Regions from separate parts of the Mus musculus genome. Here all the other regions are linked to region 2. The links are chromatin contacts, called in public HiChIP or PLAC-seq, Micro-C and promoter capture Hi-C maps. All regions are on one chromosome and are shown on one strand. Each heading gives the region's core, a stretch centred on a gene start, on an enhancer-like site or on the middle of the called end of the contact. The rest is flanking DNA. Distances are from core to core; before and after follow the strand shown.

Region 1 (4,450 bases), core at 1,947-4,446, 390 kb before region 2:
CTCACTGGCCTGGAACCTGACCAAGTAGGCTAGACAAGCTGTCCAGCAACTTAATAGGGATCCAACTGTCTTGCCTCCCATCTCATCATTGTTGTTATAAAAATACATGCCACCACACCCAGCTTTTTACAGATTCTGGGAGTCTAAACTACAGAGCCATCAACCTAGTTCATTCATTCCTTCATTCTTTCATTCGAGACAAGATCTCCCTATGGAGCCTGGCTGGCCTTGAACTCACAGAGATGTCCCTGACTCTGTCTCTCAAGTGTAGGATTAAAAGTATGTCCCACTATACCCAGCCTCTTTGAAACATAATCTTGTCATGTAGCACAAGTTGGCCTGGAACTCACTATGTAGACCAGGTTGGCCTCAAACTTTTTCAATCCTCTTGCCTCAGCCTTTCCAGTGCTGGTATTGAGATCACAGGCTCTAACCCCCATCATCAGCTTTGACACTTCTTAAAAAGTTACATCTATATGTGTGTGGAGGTGGGTGTGAGCATGCAGGTGCCCACACATGTTCCCAACATGCAGTGTCACTGCGTGCCTATGGAGATCAGAGGACTCCTACAGAAATGTGTTCCCTCCTTCCACCACATGAGCTTCAGGTACTGCACTCAGGCTTGGTAGCAAGTGCCTTTGCCTGTTGAGAGTGGTCTTCTTAAAACACAAGAAGAAGCCAGGCGTGGTGGCGAATGCCTTTAATCCCGGCACTCGGGAGGCAGAGGCAGGCAGATTTCTGAGTTCGAGGCCAGCCTGGTCTACAAAGTGAGTTCCAGGACAGCCAGAGCTATACAGAGAAACCCTGTCTTGAAAACACACACACACACACACACACACACACACACACACACACACACACACACCACACACACACACACACACACACACACACACACACAAAGAATTATTTGTGCTCTAAAAATTACTATAGAATAAAAAGAAAAAAAAACAGGAGAAGATAAGTGATGATGGCTGGAAAATTACTCCTGCGTTATTATATGAGGGCCACTATGGTCTCAAAGGAAATACTAAAGCCAGTGACAGGTAGGTAGGAAGGAGATGAAGGATGCCCCAGGTGTTCTTGAGGCCCAGAGGGTGACACCAGCTGGATCTGCTCAGAGAGAATGAAAGGTACAACAGATAACTCGTCCATAGACTTCAGGCACCTCTCTGATGCCCCTCATACTCTATCACATGAAGAATGCCTCAGCAGTGTGTGGCATTGAGGCATACAACTTCAATCCCAGTACTCAGAAGGCAGAAGCAGGAGGATGTCTGTGGGTTCAAGCCAGCCAGTTCTACATAGGCAGTTTCAGGCCAGCCAGAGCAACATAACTAGACCCTGTCTCAACCCAAACAAATGAACAACCACCATAATAAAGAATGCTCAACTTGCAGTCAAGTATGTAAAAGGAGATGGATTAGCACATGTTGCTGAATGTGGGGAACGTGTATAAACGTGCTGGAATAGATACTTTCCACCTATATGCCTTGGGGTTTCCACCTATATGCCTTGGGGGGTGGGGGCTGGTGATAAACAGAATTTATATCATCTGTGGCTCCTAGGCACTAATAGGGTGCACCTTAGCTTGAGGAGGATCCAATGTGTTCGTGCCAACTTGGCCACTTTCATCTACTTTTCTCCCATGGCCATCCTAAAGATGATAAAAAAGAGAAGGCAAAGCAAGTTAAAAGAAGCCATCTGGCTTTTAGTGATATGTGCACATCTTCCAATGTCTCTAACCCAGGCATCTGCAATGACTCTGATAAGGGGTTCTGTTCTTTCTTATTCTCACAATCTGGCTACTTTGAGAGTAAGGCATGGGTAACAGGAGGTATTCAACTCAGAAATACTTGGATTATTGTAGTAATTCAGATGGGTTTTTCAAGGAAAAAAAATCTAATTATATTGATGGCTATTGCTATAACAGTCTATAACAGTCTATTGCCTGCATTTCTACCTCCACATTGTAATAACCTTGAGACTAGACAAGTGCACAATCTTTGTAAAAGAAACATGGAAGAGAGGTTTTAGGTCAGCTGGCGGAAAGCTTACCTAGCATATACGAAGTCCTGGGTTCATTTCCTAACACTGTACAAACCCAGGTGTGATGACACATACCTATAATACTAGCATTTGGAGGCAGAAGTAGTTCAGTTGCTCAAGGCCATCTTAGGCTATAAGACCCTGTCTTGATAAAGAAAAGAAAAACAGAACTAGGGGGTGGGGTACAGACAGGACAATACTTTATCTTAGAACACTTGTCTAGTAGTTCCTTACAGCCATGCTGCTTCATAAGTCTGCCAGCTTTTCTGAATTACTTTGAGAAGCATAACTTTCTTCTTTTCTCCTCCCTTATTTAAGCATATTTTTCTTAACATACTGGGCTTCACTCCTCTAATGCCCCATTTCCCACCATGGAGCTCTGTATGCTGCCAAATGGCTGACCTCCACAATGGTTTAACTCAAACTGCATGGCTGTTTTTCCTTTTCCATTCTCCTCCTCCAGGCAGCTACTGAGATTTACAACTTGCTTGCCCTGGGGTTTTTCTTTGAAACTCTTATAAAATTGTCCTCTTAAATAAACTTTGGCTTCACTTGACTTTCAAAAAGAAAAAAGGAAAAAGAAAGATTATTAATGCCTCTGAAATGGTTTTTGTGGGTATGAAACAAATGGTTAAAAATATGAGCTATCCCACCTAATAAGTACTGAAATGAAGCAGACTTCATTTACCATGTCATAGTCGTGTCCTGATTTATATATTTGTATCTACCAGCAAACATGTTGCTACCGGAGCCTGAGGGACCAACATGAACAAGGGGTTTTGGTCCAGGGCCACCAAGTTCTCAAACGTTTACTACAAGAAGTTCTAGAGCTGACAGCAGCTAGGCCAAACTGTCTGTTTATCCATGCAGTCATAGCAGTCAGCCTAAAATTCTCTTCAGGTCAAAAGACTTCCTCTTCAGCTCCCTAGAGATCAAGACAGGCACAGGAAGGCTCCAGAGTAAAACTCAGTCCTCTGACTGGAGTGCCTCCTGTCACTGGCCCCATCAGTTCCCAGGGTAGCAAGCCCACTACCCTACTGGATCCCCTGATCCTTCATTCCTAAAGCATTGAGGATCCAGGCCCCTGCACACTCTGTCCTTCTAAGCCCTGGCACATGCTCTGGGAAGATTCCCGAGGCAAGCTATCAACTCCCACTGGGGATCCTGAAGATAAGCTCTCCAACAGCATGACACTTCCTCTATCCCAGACTTTGCCTTACATCACAAAACTTCTCTCTCAGAAGACTAGCTCAGCAACTTCCCCAACTGCCAAATACTTTCTCTTTAACAACCAGATAGTCTTCATCAAATACCTGGTACTCCAGTGAGAGTTTTCACCTCAGAAGGCCTGGACATACACAGGCTATGCAATGGTCTCCTTCCCATGCCAGGAGCAATCTTTGTGCTGGACCTCTCAGACATGTCAATTTCAAAGGCTTATCAATTAAAAGCCAGAACCTTGTCCAGAGTCTCACAGTCAAGAGTATAGAGAGGCTAGGATATCAGGCAGGCCTGGTGGGACTCTGTCAGTCCCCACCTCGGCTGTCTTTTGTTCTCTGAGCCTCCTTGAACACATTGGTAGAGCAGACCTTTTAGGTATAGAACCAGCTGTCCAAACAGCCTTTAAAGCCAGAAGAGTTGACCACTGGCTTGCAGACCACCTGGACACTCACTGCCCACTTGTCAATAGTAGGCATAGGCCCACACTCTCATGACTCAGTGACAAATCCCACTAGCATCACTTTTGACATCAACCATTACTAAAGAAGGTAGGAAAATATGCTTGGGGTTGAGCAGAACAAAGCTAGAATGCTCCTTTGTACAGCCCCACCCCTGGGACTTCACACAAGCTTCAGAGCAGACACCCCTGTGCTTCCATTGCTGCATTCTGCTGACACTGCATCGGGAGAAGCCACGGCTCTGAGCACTGCTGGAATGCAGGCGGCTGGGTGGTTTCTGCTGGAGTTTGTCAGATCAGAGCAAACCCGGGAGACTCTACTGAGAATCCTGCCCAAGGCTGGAAGAGTCTGCCTTACCAGGAAACTCATTTTTAAAAGCCCCCAGAGACAATGTCAAAGGGCCAGTTCCAGACCACTTTCTCTGGCTAAGACCCACATTTCCCTGTGACCAAGGGAAAAGGGACAGCCTGCCAGCCAAGGCAACTGGAGGGAGGGAGACAGGCTGATTCCTTAGCTCGCCCACGAGGGGACCACACAGGGCTTCTAAACCAGTTCTGACCCTGTTGGAGAAACCTGGCGCCCAGAAACAGTGGCTGGCAACCCTAAGCCCTTCAGACAGGCCTGGCCAGGGCTAGGACAAGCTGGGTTAGAATTCTCTCTCCTCAGCTTCCTGCTATTTCTGAAGGTTGTGGAGGAGGGGATGTGACTGGGAATAGAATCCA
Region 2 (4,047 bases), core at 180-2,679:
CCCCACGTGGCCTTGGTACCTGTGGAGGAGCAGGCAGGGTTAATGTTAGCAGACAGGCCCCGCCCATTACACTGCCTTTTGGTCTGAGTCCCACCCCTTCCTTTGGCCTGGCGTCCTGCAATTGACGCTGCCTCTTCCGGAACTCAGCTTGGTCTGTCTTCTTCCGGTCTCCCTGCAGGTCGCAGCCCCGCTCCCCCCCACTCCACGTCCCGCCTCCTGTCAACTCCACCCACCTGCAGATACCCCGTTTAGGGGTCATCTTAGCCCCACTTGCTCACCGGAAAAGCGTCTGGCGCAGGATACGGGTGACCGTGGCCACCCGAGGCTCACGGCCGGTGGACAGCGCATGTAGTTCCATCTTGGAAGCTGCCATCCGCGTAGTCATCTCAGTGTCCGCAGCTACTCCAGCCCCACAGCAGCTAAGGGACAAAGGGATGGTGGATGTGGACAGGGACGTGCAGGGACAAAGTAGGGAGTGAGCGACAGTGCAGCTTATGTTTGAATATGGGGACTGGTCCGGGGCATACTGACTAGATTTTAGGGGCGATGAAGTGGATCTTCTCGCAGCTTTTGTCCGCCACAACCGAATCGTTAGTGGCCCGCGTGTCCGCTCCCAGGATGACTCCATCCTGCAGAGGCAGAGCCCAGCCTTAATGCCCACCTGATCTCCGCAGTGGCTGCCCTTCTAGCCCTCCAGCCCTTATCACCCCGCTTACTCGGAACACAAGCCCCGCGATGGTAGTCCCGGTCTTGCGTGCATGAGGAACCCGAAGTCCCGGAAGGACGTGTTCCAAGGACGCATTCCTGGAAACATTGGGGTGACTCGCGTTTCAGTTCTGCATCAAGGGAGGGTCCCTGAACCGGTCCCCAAACCCATTTCTACTCATCTCCTGGCTTAAGCCCCTACTTGGTCACCCAACATAGGGTTCCCCCACTCCACCAATAAAACAAGGCACCAGCAGTTCGTGACTAGAACTCCACTCCCCTTTCACCTCTGGCAGTTCTCGAAAGAGAAGCCTCCTGTGGGTTCCACTGCCTGCTTCAGCATCTCGCAGGAAGGCCAAGTGAGAATGCGGGGGTCTCGATGAGTGGATCAGCCAGGGGGAGCAGAGGCGTCTGTCCTGGCTTCTGTGGGGTTTTTCCGGACGCTTCCTACTTTCGCTTTCACCCCCACCCTAGTTCAGAGGCTGTTGGCTGCTGTGTGCATCTTCTCTTTCACTTTCGTCTTTGCTGCTAGTCCCAGATAACTTGAGGAAGGGGCTATTACACTCCTTGCCAGACCTATGGTGCGCCTTAGATCCTCCATTCCCATCTCTGCTGACACCCCCTGAGCACTGCAGGCACATACATGTATTCAGGTAAAACACTCACACACATAACCCCTTAAAAGTAAGTAGAAATGAAGCCCTTGCAGGCTTAGTTATGTGTGTGAGTGAATGTGGTATGTGCATGCCACATGCCCACCAAGGTCAGAAGAGGGCATCAGATTCCCTGGAACTGAAGTTACAGATGATCATGAGCCACCATGTGGGCGTGCCACCACGTGGGCGTTGGGAACCAAACTCAGGTCCTCTCCAAGTGCAAAAAAATGCTCTTAACTTCTGAGTGCTTGCTCTCTCTCTCTCTCTAATGTCTCACATTAAATCTTCTTTAGATGAACTGTCTTTTCTTCAGATCCTAAACTTTTTTTTTGGGGGGGGGGGGCGCTTGAAAAACTGTTTTTCAGTGTAGTTGAGTGTAGCCCTGTCTGCCCTGGAATAAGCTCTGTAGACAAGGTTGGCCTGGATGAGAAGATTAAAGGCATGTGTACCACCACGTGGCCCTAATTTTTTAATTTTTTTATGGCTTATTTTATGTGCGTTGGTGTTTTGCCTGCATGTCTGTGTGAGGTGTCAGCTCCCCTAAAACTGGAGTTACAGACACTTGTGAGCAGCCATGTGGGTGCTGGGTATTGAACCAGGGTCCTCTGGAAAAACAGCTTCTTTCAACAGACGCTGAGCCATCTCTCTAGCCCCATTTATTTGTTTGTTTTTTCGAGACAGGTTTTCTCTGTATAGCTCCGGCTGTCATGGAATCCAAGTTCTTACATTAACAATCCCCAGCCCCAATATCTTAAATTCTATTTATTTGTTTGTGTTTTGGGGACAGAATCTCTGTGGTCTTGGCTGTCCTGGAACTGTGTGTATCAGAGTGGCCTACAGAGATCTGCCTGCCTCTGCCTCCCAAGTGTTGAGTTGAAGGCGTGCACCACCATGCTTTATTATAAATTTCTGTATCCAACCAGAACTCAAAAGTCGACTTCAAATCCTATTTCTCTGTGTCCCCATTCTAACAGCCATATACCCAGATCTGAATATTGTCCTGGGCCCCTAAGAAGGAAGCCACAGAGCAAGCTTCCTGAGCAGCTCAACTAGGACAATGAAAATCTATTTACATATCTCAAAGTCAGTCCAGTCTGGGGCCTTAGCAAAGCCCACTGAACCCCGTGTTCCCCTAAGCCCAGATCAAGCATGCATCAGCCAGGTGATGCAGGTTATCTAAGGAACCTAGTAGTGCCTTCCCCTTAACCCATAACAAACACCCTGCACTTATTTATAACAGCTAGGTCTTTATTCAGGGGGTGGGGGACTTGGGCTGGCAGCTGGCGACTTAGGAGTGCGGTAGGCACCCAGTAGGATGGCATTGATATGCTCCAGTGTCTTATTGCTGAAGACCATGTTGAGGTGATCTGTCTCGTTCATGGGCAGCAAATGTACGGGCTGCGACTGGCGGCCCTGCCACTGGCCACAGAGCTCAGTGCTGCGGGTGGCTACGGTGTCGTCCCCATCTTCATAGAGTGCAGCCACGGGGTCTTTGTAGGGGAAGTTGTGGTCATAGATGTAGGTGTGGGGTGTGGGTCTGCCCACACCGTAGAGACAATATACTTCTACACCAGGTGCGGGGAGGCGCTCCAGTAGGTCACGAGACTGAAGAAACATGTGCCAGCCTTCTTCAAAATGCAGATCTGTGAAAAAACGCTCAAAGTCTTGGACGGTGTAGTTGAAGTTTGGTGTGGAAATGAACACATGGTCTTCAGGCCACACGTGAGGGGCTGGGAGCATCCAGGGGGAAGTCGTGGTTATGCGCTGCTCCTCTTTCAGCTTTATGTTGGACAGGATGGGGATGCCCTGGTTGTCACCTAGGACAGGGGAGAACAAGGTGGGACAGGGAGCTGGGCCTGGTCCACAGTTTACCTCGGCAAAAGCACTCCACCTTGTTTCTGCCACAACCTGATCTTGATTCCAAAACACAGACAAGAGCAGGCCTGGTGTTCGGTTAAGTGCTCCGTATGCTTATTTGCGGGGGCTGGAGAGATGGCTCAGCGGTTAAGAGCACTACTGTTCTTATGAAGGTCCTGAGTTCAAATCCAACAACCACATGGTGGCTTACAACCATCTGTAATGGGATCTGATACCCTCTACTGGTGTGTCTGAAGACAGCTACAGTGTACTTACATATAAATAATAAATAAATCCTAAAAAAAATAAAAATAAGGGCTGGAGAGATGGCTCAGTGGTTAAGAGCACTGACTGCTCTTCCAAAGGTCCTGAGTTCAAATTCCAGCAACCACATGGTGGCTCACAACCATCTGTAATGAGATCTGATGCCCTCTTCTGGTGTGTCTGAAGACAGCTACAGTGTACTTAGATACAATAATAAATAAATCTTAAAAAAATAAAAATTAAAATAAATAAATAAAAGAGGCTATGCTGGTAAGACAGAGCTCAAACAGGGAAGACGACAGGGAAGATGGGGCCTCAAACAGAGTGTATGACAGTTAAAGAGAATAAGGGATATGTGTTTGTGTGTGTGTGTTGGCTATTCTTCCTTAGGTCCTCTGCCTATGCTACACAGTGGTCACAGGACTGCATTTCAGGAGATTTAGACAGTATCTGTTTTGGTTTCTTTGGGTTTTGTTTTTGTTTTTTTTGAGACAGGGTTTCTCTGTGTAGTCCTGGCTGTTCTGGAACTTACTCTGTAGACCAGGCTGGCCTCAAACTCAGAAAT
Region 3 (4,456 bases), core at 1,836-4,335, 290 kb before region 2:
ACATATGTATAGGCAAAATGTTCATATGTATGAACTACAGATAAGTCACTTGTGAGAGAGAGAGATTATGGCTTTAGTGATTTATTGAAGTTCTTTTTGTTTTGTTTTGTTTTGTTTTTTTGTTTTCAGTCTTTTTGGTTTTGGTTTTGAGACCAGGTCACACCATGTGGCCCTGGCTGTCCTGGAGCTCATTATACACCAGACCAGCCTCAAACAGATCTGCCTCCAAGTGCTGGGAGGCGTGGAACACTATGCTTGGCTCTTGAAATCCTTTTTCATCCACACGAGTTGCCCTCTCTGCCACAGTCATAGGAAGTATGTTAACTTCTCTTATGTTTTTGGTCATGAGCTTAGCCTTTAATGGCTGAGCCATCTCTCCAGCCCATGTTACCCTCTCTTCACAGCACTCATCCTATTATTTAGCTGCTATTTTTTCCTTTGCCTGTCTCGCTGTCAGATGAGGAAGCTAATAACTAAGTGGTGTGTAGAAAGCTTGTTTGGGAATGAGCAGTGTTACCAATTGGTTGATGCCTCTAAGGCTTGTGCTCTCTGCTTTACTTGCAACCTTTGTCCGACTTCTTTTAACTTGCTAAGGAGCTACTAATTGTTTTTAAAGCATCAGGTATCTTTTTTGATTAAGTGATTGGGGGGTTAGGTTAGTATGTGCTCATGAGTGTACGTACATTTGGAGGTCAGAACTGTTGGACCTGGATTCCTCTGGAGCTAGAGTTAAAGGATGTTGTATGCACTGCTTTGAGTGCTGAGAATTAAACTTGGGTCCTCTGCAAAAGCAGTCCAAGCTCTTAACCACTCAGCCATCTCTCATAACACCTCTTGCAGTTTCTTGAGACAGAGTCTAACATAGTCTAGTCTGGCATCAAAATCACTGTGTGACCAGATTGGCTCCCTCCCAAGACAAGAGTTTGTGGTCTTGGTTGTTCAAGAACTTGATTTGTAGGCCAGGCTAGCCTTGAACTCATTCTTTTCTTTCCCCTGCCTCCTGAGTGCTGAGATTAAAGGCTTGTGCTAGCCCCCCCCCCCTTTTTTTTTTTTTTTTTTTAAACACATCTATCTATTTATCTGCAAGCTGGCATGATATCACACACTTAGAATTCTTTTTTTTTTAAAACAGTAAGCTATCTCCTTTTTTTTTTTTTTTAGGATTTATTTATTTTTATTATATGTAAATACACTGTAGCTGTCTTCAGACACTCCAGAAGAGGGAGTCAGATCTCATTATGGATGGTTGTGAGCCATCATGTGGTTGCTGGGATTTGAACTTCGGACCTTTGGAAGAGCAGTCAGGTGCTCTTACCCACTGAGCCATCTCACCAGCCCACACACTTAGAATTCTAACCCAGGTAGCGTTCTTTTTTTTTTTTTTTTTTTTTTTTTAAATAAAAAAAATACATGTAATTTTAAGCTTGTGTGATAGCACACACTTGTAATCTTAACACTCTTTGGAGGCTGAGGTAGAAGATTCACAAGCAGCTTGGCCATAATGAAATATCTCTTTAAAAAAAAGAAAGGAGGGAAGAAAAAGCAAAAGAAAGAAGAGAAAAATTGCCAGGTGTAGAGGCAAAAGACCAGCCTGGTATACAGATGGAGTTCCAGGACAGCCAAGGTGACGACACAGAGCACTTAAAGTCTTTTTTAGAAAAATACCTGGAAGCTGGGATAGGCAGAGGCAGGTGGATCTCTGAATTTGAGGTCAGCCTGGTGTACAGGGTGAGTTTTAGGACAGCCAAAGATACACAGAGAGATGCTGTCTTGAAAAACAAAACAAAAGATCTGCAAAGTAAATTGAGTTACACGAGCTGCTCAGAGGCAAGAGGCAGGAAAGACTTAAAAGTTTCAAGACTAGCCTGATTTACGTAGTAAGTTGCAAATCAAAGTATCTGCCTCGTTTTCTGCCTTATGTTGATATCTCATGGTTCATATTGACCTTTGTTCAGTGACCTTCATGTTAGACTTTCATAATTGTTGCTTTAAAAAAAATTTTTTTTTTTTTTTTTTTTTTTTTTTTTTGGTTTTTCGAGACAGGGTTTCTCTGTATAGCCCTGGCTGTCCTGGAACTCACTTTGTAGACCAGGCTAGCCTCGAACTCAGAAATCTGCCTGCCTCTGCCTCCCGAGTGCTGGGACTAAAGGTGTGCGCCACGCCTGGCTCAAAAAAAAATTTGTTTTAAGCCAGTAAAAACTTGGTGCTACTGTTCCCTCCTTTTATTACTTTCCTGTTTTCTTTCCTTGGTTTCTTGTAGCCTCAGGCTGGCCTTGAGCTCCAGTCTTTCTGCCTCTATCTTCTGAGTGCTGAGGTTGGAGGCACTTTGCATGGTTTATATGGTTCTGAGATTCAAACCCAGTGTTTAGTATCTATCAAACCAAGTCCTCTCTACTGATTGAACTACTTGAGGGCTCCTTTGTCTTCTTGAGACAGGGTCTTAAGTGGGCAGCTCCAGTTGGCTTGATATATATAGGATATCCCCAGCTGAGGCTACCTACTTTTATTTTTTTCAGAGCTGAGGACCAATCCCAGGGCCTTGCACTTGCTAGGCAAGCACTCTACCACTGAGCTAGATCCCAATTGACTTTTGTTTGTTTGCATAGTGTATATATTATGCCTGGCTTGCTACCATAGGTTTATAATCTGAGCTACTTGAGAGGCTAAGGCAGGATCATAAGTTGGTCAGTCAACTGGAGTCTGTTTTACAAACAAAGTCACAACTTTTTGTTTAACATTCTATCTGTTTTCTGTAACAAATAATTAAGACTGTCTTGTTAATCATTCTCTCCATGCTAGGCAGGCACTTTGTCACTGGGCACCTTATATTCCCAGTTCATGAAGGACTTTTGTTGTTATTGTTGTTTACAGTGTAAATTTATAATAAGAATGAATTTCTCATATAAGCTGTGAAGCAGACGTTACAATATATGGTACATATAGGACTTTTGAGCTAGGGTTTCATACAGCTTAGATTGGCTTCCAGCTTTGTGGCCAGTGATGGCCCTGGCTCCAGATCCTGCTGCCCTTGTCTCCTGAGTGCTCGCCCCACCACCTCACAGGCCTTACTTCCTGTTGTGAGGCGAGCACTCACATATCCCTGGCTGCTCTGGAACACTATGTAGATCAGGATGACCTCAGCATTCTCAGCAGTCCTCTCTTTCTGCCTTTCATGTGCAGTTACAGGCATGTACCATGAAACCCAGGTTTTTGCTCTCCTCAGCATCTCTATGTATATTGATCGTGTGCCTCTTGTCGCCTGAGTGCTGGGATTAAAGGAATATGCCACTATATCTAGCCAAACCCAGTTTTATCTTATCAGTAACAGATTGTTGAAAATATAACTTTTCTCCCAATGACTAAATGCTGCAGTGATGAATATGAAGTATTTGTTTTGATAGTTTCCTAGGAACAATTGAATACATTTAACTACATTATCTTACATGCTACACTACTAAGATTTATGTAGTCAAAAATTAATACCTGGGCATGTGATTGCAAATTTGATGGTGCTGGTTTGATTTGCTGGGTGGCCAGCTTTTTTACATAGGTTCTGTGAATTAGACTCTGGGTCCTCACATGTGTGACCAATGTTTTACTTAGCTATTTCCCTACCTGTTTTACTTGTTATTTTGTTTTTGCAATACTAGAGACCAAACCCGGGACATCAAAAGTACTTGGCTCCCAACTCTACCTCCCAATTTGATTTCTTACAAAACTAAAACATATGTATATTCTGATAAGTATGTATACCTGAGTATATGTATATACGTGTGCCACAAATGTGCAGCAGTCATGTTTCTTTAAAGAATTCTTTTTTTCTCTCTTTTTCAAGACAGGGCTTCTCTGTGTAGCCTTGGCTGTCCTGGAACTCACTTTGTAGACCAAGCTGGTCTCTATCGAAATCAGAGATCCGCCTGCCTCTGCCTCCCAAGAGCTGGGATTAAAGGCGTGCACCACCACGCCTGGCTCTTTAAAGAAGTCTTAATCTCCCCTTTGGTATTTAATCAGTCACCAATTCTTATAGAAACTTAGGAATTTATCCAAAAAGACATTTTCAGGGGGGACTTTTAAGATTTTTTATTAGAATTTTAGGCAATTAAGGCATGCACAAACAGAGGGTAGTGATGCCCATATTTGTTCTTAGTATTTGGGAGGCAGAGGCAGGGTCTACAAAACAAGTTTCAGGACAGCCAGGGTTACACAGAGAAAACTTGTCTCAAAACAAACAAACAAAAAAGGCATGTTAGTGCTACAGTTCACCTAAATGCCTAAAACGCTCTTTGTCATCTTGGATGGTGGCCTTTAAGGTCCCAGAAGCCTGCCGCCATACAGTAGTTCTCTTATCTTTAAAGAAATCTGTGGAGTAGGTACCATTATTTTTTTACAGAAAGAGAAACTGAGGCAAAGAAGATAATATACTGTAGATCTCCTTGCTTATTGGTAGAAAAAACAA
Region 4 (4,086 bases), core at 1,264-3,763, 440 kb before region 2:
GAGAGACAGAGAGACAGAGAGACAGAGAGACAGAGAGAGACAGACATACCAAATAAACCGTTGAAGGATATCACCTCTAGCCCTCCTTGCTCCACTGTGCTGCCATGTGAACCAAATGAACCTGTGTGAGCTAGAGGTTTATACCTGGCTGGAAAAACCAGGAATTCCTGCCTAACAACCATTTGACAAGAGTGCTTGTTGAAGGGCTTTCTTAGCCTTGAAGGCAGTTCTGAGCCATTCAGTACTTGGAGGAAAGGCCACAGAACTTCCTGGCACTCTTAGGGGTCTGGTCAAAGTTGGAAACAGACACTGGGCATGAAACAGAGCTGCTGGGCAGGACACTTGTCTAGCCCTTGACCAAGAACGGGTGGTACCCTGTGAGCCCAGAACAAGGCCGAGGTGCACTCTACAGGAGGGGTACACTCCTGAGCAGCTGGCCTTCCTCTCCTAAGATTCCCCTGAGTAATTCTAAATCACGTTTTCAGTCTTTCCCCAGGACCTGCTTCTAAAATAATTCTCACTGAGATCTACTGTGCCTCCGTTTAGACCGCATACAGGGGAGCCGGGGAGAAAACGCTTTGCAGAGCACATTGGTTTAAGTGCAGAGAGTCACTTATAAAAGACTTCTAGGGCAAGTACAGTGTTTATTAAAACTCCCCACAGGTGCCAGGAAAATCTGTGTTCTTAAACAGTCTAAGTAGCTACGGTTCAACTGAGGGATACATATCACATCACTTCCAGAAAATAAGCTAGAGCTTAAAGCTGTTCTCAAAGGCCTCTCTGGTCTTTGGTCTCAGATAATGCGGCTGGGCCTTTACTCTCTCTCTCTCATAAACAATATGCTGAAGTCAGTTGCTATGGCAAGAGAAACTTGAAATGGTTCCTGAGTTGACATGCTGCGCAAACATTTCCATATTGTTCTCCTCCGCAGCAGCCACCACAAACACTGGGATACAAGTCCAGGAAGAGTAACAGAGGGCAGCAGGGACCAGAAACCAAATCAAGGGAAGGAGGCAAGGGTTGCTGACTTCTAACCAGGAAATCAACTGGTGATTGTAGGAGCCAGCCTCGGGGAACACCCACCAAGAAAAGTCATTAAGAACAAAGGGTGACAGAACAAAGTAAGAAAAACAATAGGGGGAGAAAAATCTAGGCTAATTAAACACCACAGCTGCTTTTATTACATCTCCTGGTGATTATCTGTATACAGCTGGTCTCCCACAACCAAAACATCAGCTCCACAAAAGGAGTGACCACCCTCATCTAACCTAGCTCGCCCTTGGTAAAGGAAGTGAAGCCACCCACTTCTTACCAGCTCTGCTACCCTAAGATCACTGAGCCCTTATGCTGTTTCCATAATAACAGCCGTTGCTGCCACTTAGAAGGCACTTATTCTACGCCAGGCGCTGCTTGAAGCGCTTACACAGAAATTCACTTAATTCAATACTCTGAGGTAGCCCTATGATTTCAAACTGTTCCCACAGATCTCTAGTCCTTGGTCTCATATGTGGCCTCCCCCATCCACCCCACCTCCACGATCCCCTGTTACTTTGTCTCATGACACGTGACACGAGAACATGACAACAACACTCCGTATGCACAGATGAGGACCGGGAGAGATTTGTGGGTTCCAGGAGGCTCGGCTACACTCGCTGCACTATGGTAATCTTCAAATGATTTCTGCTCAGCAGACAGAGAGGATAAAGCCCTTTTGAAAATTTGAAACTCATTAAACGCTTCAGGGACTCCCTTCACGTTCTGGGATAAAAGTTGAAAACCCTCACTTTAGGAACTACCCTAGCATTTCCGTCCCATACTATACTAATGCTCTGCTACCTGGACTTTTTTGTTCGCTTTTCCCTCTTTCAGAAACACCCTTCCCCTAGTCGCAATTCCGGCTCCTTCCCAGCCTCCGTGTTTAAGCATCACCTTTAGGGCCCACCCGAACCCTTAATGAGACCTGAAATTACTCTAGTCACGTGTCTGGCGCCTGTTTCCCCAACCCATCACTTAATTCTCTGTGGGTTGCGAAGGCTGAAGGCTCGGAGGCCCGACGCATGGCACATTGCCTGGCGATCGGTGGGCGCTCAGTGCGGATCTATGGCCCTGATTAATGATAAAAGGAAGTCCCGCGCTCCACTGGGTCGGCGAAACCCAGCAGCAGGCCGAGACAGGCCCAGAGTCCCGCCAGGCACCGGCGCAGCGCGGGCCGGTGGCTCAGGCCAAGCTCGGAGGTGAGAAACGCTGCAGCCGCTCCTCACCTGCGCGTGGTGGCAGCCGCGCCAGATGCGGCCTGCCAAGGTCAGCCAGCGGCTCGGCCCCGCCCTGCCCGTCCACCCTCCCCAGGGCGGCCGCACTTCAGACCGTCCGGGCAAAGTCGGTCCCCCGGACACGGAGGAGACGCGTCCCGGAGCGCGGCTCCATCCCGGACGGAGGTTGGGCCTCAGAGTCCTTCCGCCTTAGCAAGGACCCGCTGGCAGTGCAGCCGTGCCAGGCCAAGGCAGGCTGGGCCTTGCCCGGCGCGGGGCCCGTTCCCCTGGCAACAGCGCGAACTACGGCGCCCCACAGCGGCCAAACCGCGCTGCGTCACTTCGCAGGAGCATCGTGGCTCTGGGCGGAGTTTGCCAAGTGCCCCCTGACTCTAAAGCATGCCCACTCTCATTTTCCCCCATAACCTTTCACAGGGAAAATACACTCTCTTCCACCTCCCATCTACAATTTGTCTTCCAAGAATCCTACTCTCCTCAAAACGTGTCATGTATCTAGTTTCTCCTCTAAATCACTCTTGGGAAGACCCCAACTAATCTAGGGTTTTTGCTCATTTTCTTTTATTTTAAATTGTGTGTGAGTGTGTGTACATGTGCGCGCACGTGTGCATGTGTGTATTAGAAACAGGGTCACATGCTGGCCTCAAATTTGCGATTCTCCCACCTTTGCCTCCCAAATTTGCTGGAATTCTAGTAAAGATATGGCTGCTGCACTCTCAAAGTATGTGTTAAGTGCCAGGCACATCATGAGGAGCACTCAGGGATTCCTGCCCTTGAAGGAAATAACAGGTTGAAGGAGACAGACCTAAACAAATGCCTTACCCAACTGAAAATGTGAGCAACTACAATGTAAGGTGTGAAGTATAAGAATTTAGTATTGATAACACAAAATGTCTAATTTTTTTCTTCAAATGTTTTGTTTTTTGTTTTGGGGGGTTTTATTGTTTTTGTTTAGGGGTGTGATGGGGATTGAGACAGAGTAGTAGCCCTGGCTGACCTGAAACTCACTATGTAAACCAGGCTGGCCTCAAACTCACAGATCTGCCTGCCTCAGGCTCCAGAGTGTTAGAATTGAAGCATGTGCCACCACATGCTTTTTTTAAGAAAAGATTTATTTGAGGGGAGCTGAAGAGATGGATCATAGGTTAAGAGTAATGGCTGTTCCTCCAGAGGTCCTGAGTTCAATTCCCAGCAACTGCATAGGGGGTGGGGTGGGGTGTTCATAACCATTTATAATGGGATGTGATTCCCTCTCCTAGTGATATATATATATCACTCATATATATAAAATAAATAAACAAACCTTTAGAAAAAGATTTATTTGTGGGTCAGGGGGAGTCAGAGAGATGGCTCAGCAGTTAAGAGCACTAAGCACTCTTCCAAAGGACCCAGGTTCAAACCCTAGCACATGTATGACAGCTCACAACTGTCTGTAACTCCAAGATCTGACACTCTCACACAGACACACATGCAGGCAAAACACCAATGCACATTTTTTTTTTAAAGATTTATTTATTTATTATATGTAAGTACACTGTAGCTGTCTTCAGACACTCCAGAAGAGGGAGTCAGATCTTGTTACAGATGGTTGTGAGCCACCATGTGGTTGCTGGGATTTGAACTCCTGACCTTCGGAAGAGCAGTCGGGTGCTCTTACCCACTGAGCCATCTCACCAGCCCACCAATGCACATTTTAAAAAATTAAAATAAAAAGACTTGTTTGGGGGCCAGGAATGACAGCTCATGCCTTTGATCCCAGCACTCTGGAGGCAGAAGCAAGAGGATCTCTGTGAGTTTAAGTCCAACCTGGTCTATATAG
Region 5 (4,395 bases), core at 1,265-3,764, 470 kb before region 2:
GAGTTGGCAGCACATCAGTCCCTCAGTCAGGACTGGGATGCCTAAGGGTTAGCACCTTGTGTCTGTCTATGCCCAGAGCTGAGGAAGAGCTATGGGCAGAAAGGTGCTGTCGCTCGGTGCCAGCCCTGGATGTCAAGAGGGCTCAGAAGATGAAGTCATGATGCCCACACGGCCCTGGGAACAGAAGGGCACTGTCCTGAAAGACTGTGATGATAGCAGCTAGGGCCATGGCTTTGTCTGTCCCTGGCACAAAGCCTGGTTGGGTGGAAGTGGGGGTGGTGGCAGAAAAGCCTCCCTGAAAACTCCTGTCAATCTGGGTCAACGCCAGACAAGGGTGGTGTATGGGCAGGTATGTAGTGAGGGCAGTGTCTCTGTAAAGGTCATGGAGACCTAGGGAGGCCCAGCCTCGGCCTGACAATGGAGCAAGAGCAAGGGCAGCAGTGCCTGCCCTAGGCAGGGGCGCAGCTGGCCCAGCCCTGGCCTTGTTACTATTTGCTGTTAAACAAAAACAGGAGGGGAGCAGGAACTTGGGTCTGGCCTGGCCACAGTTTGTGGAGCCTGGAGACAGTTGCTAAGGGAGGGTGGTGCTGCTTGGAGACAGTTGCTAAGGGTAGGATGGTGTCAGGGCGGCTTGAGGGAGAAGCTCCCAGTGCTGCTGGGCTGGGCTGGGCTGGGCTGGGGATCAGGGGCCCAAGGGTGGGGCATACCAGCACTCCCTAAGCCTAGGGCACAACCGTGGCTTCCTGGCCCCTTGCCACTGATTGAAGCTGTAGCTTCCAGTCTGTGGAGCTTAAGAGTGGGAAACGAAGAAACCTGGGTAGAGACTTGGACAGTAGCCCCTAAATTCTTCCATGGGGCCATGATCTTGGTGCCTCAATCCTTCACTGAGGCACAATCCCGTTGTCTACACTTCAGCCCTCCACTAAGGTCTTCTTTTCACTGAGCGTGACCACGCCTGTCCACGTTCCCATAGCTCAGATGCACTGAGCCCTGGCCCTCCACACCCTCTGCCTCGTACCCACTAACCATACCCACAGCCTTGCACCGAGGCTTCCTCCACCCACACCCAAAGCCTTGAATTTGACCCTTTTTCCTTTTCCATCCCCACACAGACATTAAGACCCCTGCAATGAAACTCCTCCCCAGCATGCCCACAGCCCTGCAGTCAAGTGCATGTCCTACTACAGACCCCTGACCACACCCTCCTCAGAGCTCCATTGCAGATCTCTGACCACACCCTCAGCCCCACCCTGAAAGTCCCTCTCCAAATCAAACCCTGTGTACACTGCATCCATTTTGCATCCTTTTAACTCACATCCTGAAGACCCCAACCACAGTCACTAGCTGGACTCTGCACCCTTACAAAGGCCCCCTGGCCATACCCTTGGAGCATTCCCGTTCATCCATATAGCTACAGCTTCTGACACAGCCCTGCCTTGAAATCTCCCAGTCTATGCAGTAACACTTCCATACTTCCATGCAAAGCATTGAACACCCACCACCACACACGCGCAGAGTTCCCTGACCACACCCTCAGCACTCTCTCTTTACTCATATGCTAAAGCTATTGACACAGACCTGACCTAAAGCCCCTCAGAGTCTAACCAGCACTGGCATCGCCAGGCATCATGTTAAGACATACCACCATCACCACACCCACTGCAGCCTCCTGTTCTCAGCCACCATCTTTACCTTGCCTCTTAGGGGAAAAAAAAAAAAGTGTCCAATGACCACAACCTGGCCCCCGAACAACTTCCTCTTCTTCCATTACTAGTTGGTCCACACTGAAAGGCCTTTTCTGGTGACCACACCTACTCATCCATAAGTTGCAATTTTTAAGACTCAGAAACCCAGAGATTGCACTCTGCAGGGACCTCTGTGGGTCTGTAAATGGGGTCCGCCACACCCTTTGCCTCTCCCAAAGATGTCAACCCGCCCGGGGACCCAAAGCCCTGTACTTGAACACCACAGGTAAATGTGTCCAGGGGAGTTTGGGGTGCTACATGATGCTCTTCTCAAGGAAATGGGAGGATCCTGAGGCTACTGCTCACTCCTGTCTATGGGAAGATGAATTTGGGGGCTGTTGATGTGGAACAGAATCACAGCAGCTGCTCTGGGGTCCTCAGACCCTGGGCACAGTGTTCATGCCTCTGAACTGAATCCGCTCGTCAGCTCCTGCTGGGACAGCTGCAGTCATCAATCAGCCTGGCAAGAAGGTGGGGGCAGGAGTGTGTGTGGAACCCTTGGGGCCAGGGCCGGGGTGTTCAGCTGATAGGCTCAGCTCAGTACCATCTGAGGTTGGTTCAGGCTGCTCCCACCCACCCCTCCTTTTGGGGGATACGAATTAGGGTGGTCGATGTTCAGTCTCCTACCGGCTTCTACCGCTTGGCTGCTCCTGAGCGTGCCTTCGGACAGGACCCAGGAACTGATGCTGGAGACCAGGAGGCTCCACAGCTCCGCTCCCTGCCGGCTCCCGGGCGGGACTGCAGCCCGGGCGGCTCCGTAGTATTATCCCCTGTTTCTCGGTCACCATAGAGACAGTGAGTCCCACCCCCTAGGCTGTCTCGGCGGGAGAGTGACCAAGGTCACGCTAGCTCCTCCCACCAGACCCCGCCCTATGTGCTCTGTGGGCGCTGGGCCCGCAGAATTGCAGCGACAGCCTTATCCTGCTCCTCCCCTTCAACCGCGGTCCTCAAGCGGTCAGAGCTGCCCTCTGCAGTCCTGGATGTCCTAAGATAGGAACTCCCATGGCCAATGGGAAAACAGCCCCCCCCCAAATTCCATTGTCCCCAACCCTCAAGGGACTGCTGAAAGAATCCACCTGAGATTGTCTAGGAGCTGAACTGAAGAAGGGGATCCCGCCCCTCATTGACAAGGATCTACAGCTGGCTCCAAGACCACAGCTGCCGCTAACCCTGTGGCATTCACTCATTCCTAGGTTCTCAGCAGGCCACATTCTGAAGCACTAGAAGACTGAGACAATCAGTGGATCACGCATTCTTACCCACCCCACCCCCCCAAATGCTGGGTACTTTTGTGGCAGCAATTCCTAAATTTCGGAGAATGGCTGCCTCCTCCCATTCTCGTCTCCCCGCCTCACAGCTTCTTGTTCCAATGCGCCTCCCTAGCCTGCTTCCTCTTCAGTTTCCAACTGCAAATACTAAATAAAAAACTAAATAAAAATACTAAATATTAATTGATTAATTAATTAATTAATAAACCTTGCTGGGTGGGTGTGGTAGCACAAGCCTGCAATCTGGGGATTCGGGAGACTGAAGCAGTAGATTCAAATTTTCGAGGCTACCCTGGGAAATGGGAGAAGGGACAGAGGAGAGTGGTAGTTCTTGAACAAGACCCCATGTTTTTGATTCCCAACACTTAAAAGAAAAACCCTGTCCAGAGACCTTTCCTAACCCGCCCCTCTTTCTCTGCCCCAAGCTAGCAATGGTGGTCCTGCTTCTGTGAGATCCATGGATTTTTCCACTATGAAAATAAGCATTAAGTCCGCAAAAGCATTAAAAAAAAAAAAAAGTTTATTGGGGCATCAGGGCTGGTGGAGCGGATATTGCTGAGTCTTGGGTAAGGAAGGCCGATCCTGTCGACCTTGAGGTCCCTAAAGTGCACTCGTTACGCGAATGTGGGGTGTTGCATAGAGTCAAGGCCCTCCTGCCTCTAGTCCTTAGCCTTAGTGGGCTAAGGCAGGCCGTCGCCGCCTCCAGGTGTTCCGGGCTCGCCACTGCTCGGGCTCACAAAAACAGCAGGCGAACGTGCCTGTAGAGCCAGCCCAGACTCTCGACCCCTGGCTCCTGGGGCACCCAGTGCGGCACTGCCCAGGCGCGTCTGGGCCACTGGAATCTCTTCCATGGACTCAGCTGATGCCGAGTAGTAGGCGCCTGCAGAGCCACCAGCATGCACTGGGCTGGCACTGGTGGAATCAGATGAAGAGCTGGAGCGGCGGCTAGGAGTCCCAGTCTCTGCGCACAGAGGGGGACTTAGATTGAGATAAGGGCTGCAGCTAGGGCTTTAAAACCTTTCCCTCCCACGAACTAATCCAATAGGATCCAAGCAGAGAGCGGCGCTCACCCCGTAACCTGGGCAGTGGGAGCTCTCGGTCCAAGACCCCAGACCTGGGCAATCTATACACTCGCCGCTTCCTCTTTTTCTGTAAAGACAGAGGGAAGTGTGGGCTGCTTCTCCAGACCCCACTTTGCCGAAAGCAGCAGAGGCGCTCATCAGAGTGCAGGCTTCTTTTCCATGTCCCTCTTCTTGGGCAGAGGTCCAAACCCAGTCCCTCCTACCTGGGGTTGGATCCGTGGAGGCAGAGCCAGTGTGTCTGAGGAGGAGGGTAGTGGTGGTTCCACTTGGCCTTGGGTGGCAAGAAACTGGGAAGGACTG
Region 6 (4,559 bases), core at 1,665-4,164, 400 kb after region 2:
GCTGCCCTTTCTCAACTGTAGGCTTCAGACCCACTTTTCCATGCGACTGAAGACAGCAGCAGTTTTACTTCTCGGTGCCGTTTGAAAGAAGCCTAGACAAGAGCGGCATCTTGCAGAAGGAAGGTGTCTCAGTGGGAAAGTGCTTCCTTAATAGGCATCCCAGTCCTGTTTTCCATCCTCAGCACTATGAGACAAGCAACCAAACACAAAACAAGGACACCTACTCCAAAGGTAGACAGGAAATTCGCCCCAACAGAAAGGTGTGTGGTTCAACAATGTCCACAGCAGCTCCGAGCCTACAGGGGAGTAGTGGTTGTCAATTTGTGCTTTGGCTTGACTTCCTTCCAGCAGAGGTCACTGTGGATGCTGGCAGTGGACACTTTAGGGAAAAGGATCAGGTAGGCTTGGCTGACTGGAGTTTCCACTGCCTGGTTCTTTCACAGTCCATAATCTATCCCCTTAATTTATGTGAAGGAGATAATCTTGAAGCGACCTGAAAAAACTTTGTGGTAAAAGCGATGGTGGTAGGGAAACTTAGGTCAGTGGCTGGGACTAATAAGGCTGAGAGGGCTGCATTCATCTTCTAGGAATATTAAGACAGAGTCTCATTATATAGTTCAGGCTGACCTCTAACTCGTGGCAATCCTCCTGCCTCAACCTTTCAAGTGCGGGATTATAGGCTTGTGGCCACCATTACTGGCTTGTACCTGGTGTTTCTGAGTCTCCATTTGTGACCAATTACTGGTAATATCCCTGTAGCTCTACCAGCTCTGCTCATATACCCCTTCCAGCCTCTATTGACAGACTTCCCAAATCTTCCTTGGCAGCCAGTGGTTGTGATAAGGTAGGTTTTGGTCATTAGGGCAGCCCCCTACAGCATGATAAGGTGCTCCAGGGAATGAGGACTGATAAAGATTTCAGGGTCAGATTTGGGTGCCCAAAGGGCTAAAGAGGGTGTCACATTCTTGTGAAGTTTCACTGACTGGAATATAGCCAGTCCTTCAGGTTGGACCCGAGGCAGTTTAAAGCTGCCTTCATCCTGAAGTTGAACCTTAGGTCAGCAACTGTGACTTGAGAGTTAAAAGGATAACTGTCTTGCTACCTTCTACATCTAAGCTTGGTTCCTCTTCCTCCTCCTTCTTCCCACCCCTCCCCCAGCCATATGCATAGCCTCACCACAGCAAGGCACACGCGTGAATACTGGAGCATGGACAGACACATTCATCCAGTCACATTTTCACTCACGCTCTGCCCCACACACCACTATCAATAAAAATCACATCTAGCCACAAAACCAAATTTGTCCTAATATAGCTGATAGGGCATGAGGTTGAATGGGTTTAGTCAGCATGCTTCTTCAGATCCCCTCAACTGCAAGGTAGAGTCCCTGGTCATCCCTGTCCTCGTGGTCACAAGTCCTGCCTCTAGTAACCATCAATCCCATCGCATTCTTGGGGCAGGACTGGCAGTGGGGTTGGAAGGTGGGGACAGAGAAGAGTGTATGGCACAGGACCCAGCACAGCACAGCCACCTCCTCCCTCGGGATTTTCCATCCCGGCTCGCGCGGGCCCGCGAGGAGCGAGCGCGCTTTGTCTCTCTCGCTCTCTCTTCTCCTAGCACGTTTCCGTGGAAGCTACCCGTGCCGCGCCCGAAGCCCCCCTTCCTCAGCCGCGCCCCTCGCGCAGTCCAGCCCTGCACGCCTGCCAGTGCCGCCACCGCCGCTTTGTCCTCCCGTGGATGCCTGGGCAGAGCGCGAAAGCCGGGCACCTGAGAGCAACCCCTGCTCGCAGGGTACCAGATCTCGGCGTCCAGATCTGGAGCGCGCTCGGCATGCAGCGGAGCATCCCTCCAGGATCCGCGAACGCGGAGGAGCTGCGGGTTGCTGGAGAGGGAGACCACTGGGTCCTTTCCCTCAGGTGCCCATCTAGACTCTTAGCCGTGGTGCTGGAGCTCTAATTCCCGGGGTGTGGCGGAGCAAGAGAGATGATCTCCACTCTCTACTGCCTGGGACCTGGATCTAGGTGGAGAGGGCCTGGGAAATAAGATCCAGGTAGGGAGGGGTACCTCAGACTCTCACTTCTACCCACCTCCCACACCCAGGCTATTCAGACCTTAGGTGCGGCTCCATCACAGAAGACCCAAGCATCCATCAGTGCTTGGAGCAGGGTGGGGAGGAGTCCTGCAGCCCTTCACTTTCTCCATTCCCAAAAACAAATATCCCACAAAGAACCCAACTGTGAGCAAGTCATAAGGGGAGAGCCTGGATGTAAAGGAGGGCAAAGGGAAGGGTCTCCCTAACAACTCGAAACCTAGGAGAGTCTAAGAGGAGGGGAGGTGTCTCATCAGTCACATCCCAATCCCTGTTTGCAGCCTGTTTGCAGCCTCGAGCTGGGGTGTTGTAAGGAAGGGTCCCTCTATCTCCAAACCTCTCATCCCAGAACAGTCCCTCCATCCTCAACAACCCAAGCAGCCTTGACTTTAGGCGCAGGAAAAGGGAGACTCCAAGCCTTTTTCACGCTCTCCTACGAGAGACCAGAGAGGGTCTTCCAGCCCTTCATCCCTTACACTCAAGAAGCTCTTTCACCATACGACAAAACCCAGCCGAGGTTGCTCCGACCTCAGGCCCTGGGCCACGAAGAGGCCCGCAGTCAGTCCCTCCAGCTCCACGGACAGATGGTGTTAAGTGCGGCGAGGACACGTCCCATCAACTCCCCAGGCCCCCCTCTCCTCAATAAAACAAAAGCAAGTCCTTAGCACCCACCTCAGGTGGCGCACAGGAGGGCGCTCGGTGCGGGGCAGCGCACGCGGCGCCTCCCAGCTCCTCGCGACCGGGGCTTCCTAGAGACGGCTCTCGCGGCGGCGATGGTTACAGCGACCGCGGCTCTGGCATCCGGAGCCTCCCTCGGACTCAGCACCTGGAGCGGCGAACAGCTCCGCGCCTCATTCCGCTGACCCCGCCTCCCGCGAGCTGCTCTGGCCAATGGAGACGCAGGATCCGCCCAGGAGGTTGCCTATTGGGAGGTTCCGGTCCCTCCGTTGGGACCTCGCCCCCAGAGACCGCCCAAGTGTTTGCTCTGCCTGCTGGAACATGTAGTCTCTTAGGGCTGTGGAGTGGGCTCGTGCCGCGGGCTTGTAAACAAATGGACTACATTTCCCAGAGTGCATTGAGGAGCCCTAGGCGCGGAGGAGGGTGGGAGGACTGTTTCCATAGCAAACTCAGCCCCTTGGGGAATGGGGGATGGGGAAGTGGGGCAGGCCTTGGGACCCTTGCAAGACCACATGTGATCTGTGGTTAGCGTCTTGGAAGACGGATTCGGTTATCTTTTTCTCTCTGTTTCTACTTGAGGACCCTGGGCCTCAGTTTCCCTGTCTAGGAAGAAAGGTAACGAGACGGCCTCGCTGCAACACTCGGTGGAGCCAATCGAGAGCGAGACGCTTTGGTTCCTCCCCACCAGAGATAAAGGATACTGGAGGAGACCTTCACACCTCAATCTGAACTTTTATATTTTTTCCTTAATTCTGACACTGAAGGTTTGTTTGTTTTTTTTGTTTTGTTTTGTTTTTTTGTTTTTTTTTTTTTGTTTTTTTTCTTCTGGCCACATTCCTTGCGCCACTAGGACCTTTCCTTCTTGTCCCCACATTTTTGCAGTCTCTCCTTCAGTACTTTCTGGTAGAGTGAGCTGCTTCTGCCTAAAACCTTTCACAGGCTTCCTCGGGCCTCTGGGATCAAATCCACTTTTCACAGCAAAGCTGGAAAGTCCCTTGAGAATTGGACTCCACTCTCGTTTGCATCGTTCTGAACTTTGGAAACTGGCAAGCCTTGAGTACTGATTTTTCTCTCTTCCTCTGATCCCCTCCATCATGCCGTCCTCCAACTCCTCAACATCCTTTAAGCCCCAGTTTAAATGTTGCCTTGATGTGTGACGACTTCCTTGATGTTCTGCCGAGTGTTGCACATCTTCTGTGTCTGTCAGCCTCTACTTCCCCTATTTGATTTGCATGTTTACACACCCAGCTTCCTCATGAAACTAAACTTATAAAGCAGAGGCAAGTCCTGTATTATTCATATTTATAGTTCCGTGTCTACAACCTCTGACATACAGGAGGCACTCAACAAATGCTGAGATTTACCTATAGTTATTGAAAATGAACAGCGGTTTATCTGATTTCAGCATACACCTTCAAAAAATGTTTATTTTCTAAGGTGTTTCCCACTCCTAAAGATGTTCACTAGAAGGATGCTACTGGTTGAAAAAAAAAAGTTTAAATGCCATTCATACTTTTAGGATTGGTTGGGATTTTGTCTGAATGTCCCAGGGTCTTTCTACTACTGTGGTTCTAGAGAAATATATTTGTGCCTGCTATTCCTGTCAATTCCCCCACTAAATGTCACCAGTTCCTCTATTTTAGCTGTTGGCCCTACTTTCTATGTCTAAATGCCTGCCTCCCACTCCCTTTCTGGGAAGATCTTCTCTCACCTGTCAGTCATGAAATAAGATGCTGGCTGGCCTTTAAACCTTCTGCTCAGCATCATAGGACTCCACAGTGATTTCCTGCCT

Evidence for each region. Promoter capture Hi-C pulls out the DNA fragments that hold promoters and counts their contacts. Hi-C and Micro-C count contacts between places; a contact is called where the count stands out from the background. HiChIP or PLAC-seq counts read pairs in DNA pulled down with a chosen protein or histone mark.
Region 1: a contact with region 2 is called in an H3K4me3 HiChIP or PLAC-seq map of pro-B cells, with 4 times the contacts expected there. The contact joins the enhancer-like site here to the promoter of Psmb10 in region 2. A contact is called at or near these places in 12 of 39 promoter capture datasets (the C10 cell line, cranial neural crest, embryonic stem cells and 7 more), 1 of 115 datasets of contacts at active chromatin or transcription factors (pro-B cells) and 3 of 9 other capture datasets (adipose tissue, liver and pancreatic islet).
Region 3: a contact with region 2 is called in a promoter capture Hi-C map of the HPC-7 cell line. The contact joins the enhancer-like site here to the promoter of Psmb10 in region 2. A contact is called at or near these places in 14 of 39 promoter capture datasets (the C10 cell line, the HPC-7 cell line, HPC-7-derived erythroid cells and 11 more), 1 of 484 Hi-C or Micro-C datasets (bone marrow-derived macrophages), 5 of 115 datasets of contacts at active chromatin or transcription factors (the SCID.adh cell line, astrocytes, bone marrow-derived macrophages and 2 more) and 5 of 9 other capture datasets (adipose tissue, embryonic stem cells, liver and 2 more).
Region 4: a contact with region 2 is called in an H3K27ac HiChIP or PLAC-seq map of embryonic stem cells, with 2.3 times the contacts expected there. The contact joins the promoter of Zdhhc1 here to the promoter of Psmb10 in region 2. A contact is called at or near these places in 5 of 39 promoter capture datasets (cranial neural crest, embryonic stem cells, hematopoietic stem and progenitor cells and 2 more), 1 of 484 Hi-C or Micro-C datasets (embryonic stem cells) and 2 of 115 datasets of contacts at active chromatin or transcription factors (embryonic stem cells and large pre-B cells).
Region 5: a Micro-C map of embryonic stem cells shows a contact between it and region 2, with 1.9 times the contacts expected there. The contact joins the promoter of Tppp3 here to the promoter of Psmb10 in region 2. A contact is called at or near these places in 2 of 39 promoter capture datasets (cranial neural crest and embryonic stem cells), 1 of 484 Hi-C or Micro-C datasets (embryonic stem cells) and 1 of 115 datasets of contacts at active chromatin or transcription factors (large pre-B cells).
Region 6: a contact with region 2 is called in a promoter capture Hi-C map of embryonic stem cells, with 2.9 times the contacts expected there. The contact joins the promoter of Smpd3 here to the promoter of Psmb10 in region 2. A contact is called at or near these places in 6 of 39 promoter capture datasets (cranial neural crest, embryonic stem cells, frontonasal cranial neural crest and 3 more) and 1 of 484 Hi-C or Micro-C datasets (embryonic stem cells).

What each region holds. Positions count from the first base shown.
Region 1 is chr8:105,540,770-105,545,219 of GRCm38.p6, forward strand. The region is part of intron 1 of Atp6v0d1 (ATPase, H+ transporting, lysosomal V0 subunit D1); the gene reads right to left. Among named protein-coding and RNA genes, the nearest start is that of Atp6v0d1, 23 kb to the right of the region's middle. Within about 2 kb of position 3,197, at least 69 of the 459 cell types and tissues checked have an H3K27ac peak or open chromatin away from gene starts, as enhancers often do. A contact at or near this core is called in adipose tissue, liver, pre-B cells and 1 more, where this site is marked.
Region 2 is chr8:105,936,963-105,941,009 of GRCm38.p6, forward strand. Psmb10 (proteasome (prosome, macropain) subunit, beta type 10) reads right to left here and starts at 1,430. Exons shown (of 8, transcript NM_013640.3): 1 at 993-1,430; 2 at 717-804; 3 at 532-629; 4 at 279-419; 5 at 1-19. The coding sequence starts at 1,048. It overlaps Lcat (lecithin cholesterol acyltransferase), which reads right to left. Exons shown (of 6, transcript NM_008490.2): 6 at 2,589-3,178. The coding sequence ends at 2,610.
Region 3 is chr8:105,648,261-105,652,716 of GRCm38.p6, forward strand. All of the region lies in intron 2 of Ctcf (CCCTC-binding factor), which reads left to right. Among named protein-coding and RNA genes, the nearest start is that of Gm5914, 13 kb to the left of the region's middle. Within about 2 kb of position 3,086, at least 11 of the 459 cell types and tissues checked have an H3K27ac peak or open chromatin away from gene starts, as enhancers often do. A contact at or near this core is called in the HPC-7 cell line, bone marrow-derived macrophages and pancreatic islet, where this site is marked.
Region 4 is chr8:105,494,549-105,498,634 of GRCm38.p6, forward strand. It overlaps Zdhhc1 (zinc finger, DHHC domain containing 1), which reads right to left and starts at 2,514. Exons shown (of 14, transcript NM_175160.5): 1 at 2,262-2,514.
Region 5 is chr8:105,468,908-105,473,302 of GRCm38.p6, forward strand. It overlaps Tppp3 (tubulin polymerization-promoting protein family member 3), which reads right to left and starts at 2,515. Exons shown (of 4, transcript NM_026481.3): 1 at 2,373-2,515. Zdhhc1 (zinc finger, DHHC domain containing 1) reads right to left here. Exons shown (of 14, transcript NM_175160.5): 12 at 4,299-4,392; 13 at 4,084-4,162; 14 at 3,516-3,974. The coding sequence ends at 3,694.
Region 6 is chr8:106,335,051-106,339,609 of GRCm38.p6, forward strand. Smpd3 (sphingomyelin phosphodiesterase 3, neutral) reads right to left here and starts at 2,915. Exons shown (of 9, transcript NM_021491.4): 1 at 2,762-2,915. It overlaps 4930506A18Rik (RIKEN cDNA 4930506A18 gene), which reads left to right. Exons shown (of 3, transcript NR_126091.1): 3 at 22-704.